Regions from separate parts of the Acanthopagrus latus genome. Here region 2 is linked to region 1. The links are chromatin contacts, called in public Hi-C maps. All regions are on one chromosome and are shown on one strand. Each heading gives the region's core, a stretch centred on a gene start, on an enhancer-like site or on the middle of the called end of the contact. The rest is flanking DNA. Distances are from core to core; before and after follow the strand shown.

What was found. Hi-C and Micro-C count contacts between places; a contact is called where the count stands out from the background.
Region 2: a Hi-C map of muscle shows a contact between it and region 1, with 3 times the contacts expected there. The contact joins the promoter of ccdc107 here to the promoter of pmpcb in region 1. A contact is called at or near these places in 2 of 4 Hi-C or Micro-C datasets (both in muscle).

The regions. Positions count from the first base shown.
Region 1 is chr14:4,256,082-4,258,950 of fAcaLat1.1, reverse strand. It overlaps pmpcb (mitochondrial-processing peptidase subunit beta), which reads left to right and starts at 1,554. Exons shown (of 13, transcript XM_037122463.1): 1 at 1,554-1,709; 2 at 2,037-2,174; 3 at 2,720-2,806. The coding sequence starts at 1,626. It overlaps phax (phosphorylated adapter RNA export protein), which reads right to left and starts at 674. Exons shown (of 2, transcript XM_037122465.1): 1 at 513-674; 2 at 1-336. The coding sequence starts at 329.
Region 2 is chr14:4,447,590-4,450,393 of fAcaLat1.1, reverse strand. It overlaps ccdc107 (coiled-coil domain-containing protein 107), which reads left to right and starts at 1,261. Exons shown (of 7, transcript XR_005079017.1): 1 at 1,261-1,608; 2 at 2,616-2,804.

The sequences.
Region 1 (2,869 bases), core at 305-2,804:
GGCATGCGGGTCGGCCCCGGCTGGGTGGTGAAGGCAGGCGGCTGAGGAGCGTTTGACACTTTTTGGCGCTTCTTGCGCCACACAGCCGCCTCCTCGTCCGACGAGTCCGGGTCACTGTCACTGGACTCCACCGTCCTACCAGCGCTGCGGTAGGCGGCGGCGGGGGGCTGGGCAGCGGCTCTGTTTTGGAAGGACTGGCCGCTAAAAGCTGGAGGAACCTGGGGTCGAGTTAGTGCTGCTGCAGCGGTTCCCATCTCGGTATCCGAGCCGGACCCGGAGATCTCTCCATCTTCCAGGTCGCCGTCCATTAGCTCTCCACCGTCCGCCATTTCTTGACTGGAGACACACCAAAGATAATGGCTGTTCACTGACGTTTCAAAGCATCAGCTAAAGTTATGAGCCAGTCATTAGCGACAACAGCTAACTCCACACAATTAGCAGCTAACAATACCGCTGGAGTTGATATTAAAGCTGGCAGAGAATGAAAAGTCTCTGTATTAAAAGAGAAATACCTTCAATTATGTGACACAGCAGCCGACTCTCTGATCCTCATGGAATGGTATTTTAGCGCTGCATGGCTTTTCCAGTGACTGTAAAAACTGCCGTGTAGAGGTGTCAGTCACTGGACCAACTTGAGACCCTCGGAAGAAAATTCGCGCTAGGTTAAAGCCACAGTTCCGGCCTCCAACTGTCAGGCCCTTTCAAAATAAAGGTAATGACAAACTACAGAAGTAGCGAAGGCGTTAAAAAAGTTACTATGCCGAAAACTAAATGTTTAGATACATGATTAATTATATAATTAAATACTTAAATAAATGGATTCATATATAATTACACAATAGAATTCTTAAATCATTAAACATATTAATATTTTTTAAGTCAATGTCTAATTCCCATCATAAACGAAAAAAATCACAAATTAAATCATACATTAAATATAATGTGAGGGGAGTATTTATTCATGTATTTATTTATTAATTCATTTACTGATTCATATATTTTCACTCGTTCAATCTCATTCACATATTTATTGTATTCACATAAGATCAAAAAAGACTATTTAATACCATCAAAAAGACTTTTCAATACATTTTTTTATTTTGAATTGACAGTAACTGAGACTACATTATTTCTGGTTTCTTTGGCATTATCATTTTTGCTGATATTGCAGTGCTGCGATAAACACCTTTTTTCATTATTGATTAATATGACTCTTATTTTCTGGAGTAACTGATTTGTTGTTTGGTCCACCAGATGTCAGTAAATAATTGAAAATGTTAATCAATCACTTCCAGCGCAAGATAGCTGCCAAATGTCTTTTTTTTCGCAACCCAAAGATGTTGAGTTAACTGTCACAGAGGAGTAAAGAAACCATAAAATGTTTACATTTGAGGAGCTAAAATCAAAGAGTTTTTTTCATAAAAAAAAAAATACTCAAATCTGATAGTTAACAACTAATCGATGAATATGATAAGTGGAGCTCAATGGTAGTGTTTTTACCTAATGCTAAAAAAAGTCCTCTGGGCTTTTTATTTTTTGAATCATATTTTCGCAATCCCCGGCGGAAGTTGCGTGCTGATTGCGTCAGTGAAAACGGCACATGCGCTGTGTGACAGATAAACAACATGGCGGCGTCCGTACAGCGTCTCACACTTGCTGGGAGATTTCTCCTACAAAGACATTTACTGAAGACAAATTCTTTAAGCCGGGTAAGACGAATGTATTTAAAGACATTTTTTCGACATGTTTGTCTTTTTAAAGTCTCTTGACAGTTCTCAGTTTACAGTCTGACGTGGGGAAGCCTCTGTATGATCCGCCAGGCTCACTGTTTGCTAACAGTAAAGTTAGCTAAAACCTGAGACAAACTCGGCTGCTCCAATATTAAAGTAATGTTGAAGTTTACTCCGTGTTATTAGGTAAAACTGTCGACGACGTAGGTTAGTTAAATTCATCATCTCTGACAGGTTACGTCACTGTGCTAAAAGTGTAGTATCATCATGACTGACCGTTAGTTCCTGTGCGTCCTCCACCTACAGTTCACAGCAGGACAGCACAGACTCTTGGCCACTCAGGCTGCTCAGCAGGTGGCTCTGAATGTCCCAGAGACCAAGGTGACCACTTTAGAAAACGGACTGAGGGTGGCTTCAGAGGACGCTGGGCTTACTACCTGCACAGTAAGTCTGAAATTATCCCCCTAACACACAAACACACACACACACACACACACACACACACACACACACACACACACACACACTTACACACACTTGCTGTTTGTTTCCCTGGCCACGGTGAAGTATATACAATAATAATTCAGCCTACAGGAATATAAGAAAATCAATTTGGGGGTTATTGTCACACTGTAGAAAATAAATAGAATACATTTCCTCTGACAGAAGTTCTGCAATGTGAAATATTGTTATCATCTGTTGGAGGTTGTACAGAATAATTGGATCTCCAGGTGGTGATTCTTCTTTCGTTTGTATTCATGATTTATGATTTCAATAGTCATATTATATCAAGGCTACGAGTTCAAAAGTAAGTATGTAGTAAGTAAGAAAGTAAGTACAAAAGGTTTATCTGGATGTTTGAAAAAACAGTTTAGTACCATCACCACAGAAGTTTCAGTTACCATATTTGTCAGGAGCTCTACAATAGCACACTGGCAGCAGAGTGAGAGGATGTTAATAACTGTATTGTTATTACTGCCTACTTCTAGGTGGGCCTGTGGATAGATGCTGGGAGTCGCTACGAGAACGAGAGAAATAATGGCACAGCACATTTTTTGGAACATATGGCCTTTAAGGTAAGATGGTGATGGGGCTGTAAAGCTTAACTTTGGCTAACTGGACTCACTGGTTTGTCTCCT
Region 2 (2,804 bases), core at 12-2,511, 190 kb before region 1:
CAGCCATGTGCCGATGGAAAGTTGAGTGAAGATTTGTAGTCCACGAGAACATTTCTAGAGCTTCACAGCAAAACAGCGCTGCAGCTTTCTCATAAACCCTTTCTCACCGATGGGGACTTGTTTTAAGACATAAAAAAAACAACAGTCTCAAGCAACCTCACAGTGTGACACTCTGTCACTCTGAATTTTGTATGAATGTCATTATCCATATGGTATCACCTGGTGGCCATATTTTTCTTTACCCCTGAACATACTGTAGCCTGACGAGCCAGTTCCCCCCGCTTCCATCCTTTCAATCTGCTACCATCTAATGGCTGTATACCGTAGCTTCACATTTGACAGATTATCTTGAGGGTCATGCGGATCTTCTCATCTATCTGTGAATGAGGAAGCAAATGAGTGCTTTCCTCAAAAATGTTTGCGGCTAACATTAACAGCATAGGATTGATTTCAATGGACTTGTGAGTCAGCAAACAGAGAAAGAGAGCAGAAACAAAAGTGCCCTGCTCGAAAAAAAAAACAAAAAAAACTACATCACCAAGTGTAATCCCTTAATGACTTAATGGCTTAATGCACAAAACCACACAAGCTTTTCCTCAGTGTTCCCATCCGTTTGACTTCCACATGGTCTATTAAAGAACACTTGGGATATTAAATCACCATCTCTTGGAGTAAAGACGGCTCCATCAACGGCTGCCACATGCTGAAATATCTCCAAACAGCATGGCACTGATAATACACCAGCAGGAAGCGACCTGCCTCACAGGATGTGATGGGTGGGGATCACACAAGACGCCTCAGCAGTTGAGTGTATGTTCCTTTTCCGTCTCACAAGCAATTTATCATGATCTTTGCACACCTTTTCATTTACATTTAGGACATTAAGTCCAAATTGATTTACAGTAATTCATACATACATTCATACCCTGATGGTGGCGGCTGCTATGGAAGATGCCAACCAGCACATCAGGAGCAGTTTTGGAGTTCAGTATCTTGCACAAGGACACTTTGACATGCAGACCAGGCATGTCCCCCCCCCCACCCCCGTTTATTTCCACACAATTTTTTTCATTTCTTTTAACATTTTCTCATTCATAAATATACAACTTAATATTAATAAAATCTCAAATCTTAAAAATAAAAAATACAAAAAATATATACATGCAGTGGTCACAGGAGTTTCCATTTCTATTTAAGAGAACACCGGAAGTGTTTTTTCCCAGTCGACGCTTTTATTCTGAAAACCTTGTTCCCGGAAGCCATGTCATGTTATTGCAGCTGAGCGGAGCAGAGCACAGCTGTTGGGAGTGTGCCGGCCTGGTTTTGGGTTTCAAACCTCAGTGTTTCGCTGTAAAAGAGAGTGGCAGGGTGTCGTCTCCCCGCTGCGTGACCTTCTCTCCAGCCACGTCCCTCAGCGGCCGCCTTCGCTCCCCCTCAGCCGGTGTGTCGGGTCCACGACGAGGATAATGGTCCTGTCAACATCACAACAGGTCGCCCTGGCGTTCACGGCCGTGCTATTCACGTTCGTCGTCCTGCCCAGGTTGTTCGGCGTCGGCGGCGGGACGGGAGCGAAGGAAAGTAGATTCGACTCCCGCTACAGCAGGAAAGGTAGGACACTCACCGCCGTCGCAGAGGGAAACATGTCACACGGGGGGGGCGGCTAACATGGCTACTGCCCTCCGTCCACTCTACGTGTAGCTAGCATGTAAACAAGGACTCCTGCTGCTAGAAGTCTACACACACTTTACGGTCTGGGCAGAAAAGGGTTTTTTCGGCACAGCGACCGGAACCCAGCGTGTGGTTGCTCACTACACATGTTCAGCGCCATTTAAGTCGAAAAAGAAGTCAGTCCATTAAAGGTGCAGTCCACTGTTAAACACGCGCTACTGCATGCAGTGAAGTGATGATGGACAGTAAATAAATATAGTCATTCACATCTTATGAGATGGGTGTGTGTCCTGCAGCTGTGGCTCATCTGCTGCCTGATGTCATACATGTCAGAGGGGTTGTAGTTGTTTGGGTCAGCAGGAAGCCATTGTGGCTAACTCACCTTTAAAGGGACAGCTCACCCTAAAATCAAACTGCATATGTTCCCTCCTGCCTCTAGTGCTACGTATCCATCTAGACTGCTTTGGTGTGAGTTGCGGAGTTTAGCCTGAACAGCCGATCGGAGTGATTTCTATCGCCAGCAAACCGTTGCTGATCCCTCACGTTAAATCATCCAGAAAGCCTCCGACAAGAGGCATCCAACCCCCATCACTTGTTTCTGCTCTGTTTAACTTCAGCGAGAGGGTATGGTCACAGCATTGCATTCATGTTTAGACAAGAAACCCCACCGATCTTAACAAGCAGCTCTGTGCCATCACTGCTTGGTTCAATATGAACAAGCAAAGGCGGTGCAGAGGCGAGCCTCGGTTGCGGCTCTATTGCAGATCCACTGTTTGAAAAGGGGTGTATGACAGTGGTGCTGCATTCAGAAACTGAAGACCCAAATTACTCAAAATGCCACTTTTCTACATAATGTTGCAAAATGTCCAGATAACAAGCCTCTTTCCTCACCGTACTCTCAAAATCTGTCCCCCTCTTTGGTGCTCATCATGTTGTTCTTGGAGCAGCAAGTACAGGCCCCGGCGCAGTGAGAGGTCAGCCCATCAACGTGAACGCCCCCGGTTCACCCCAGACCCCCGAGAACATGCAACAGATGAAGAAGCTGATGGAGCAAGAGCTGAAGAGCGACAAGTACAAAACCAACAACAACAAGGGCTACGTGTTCACGCTGATGCCTCTCTACGCCATCGGCGTCG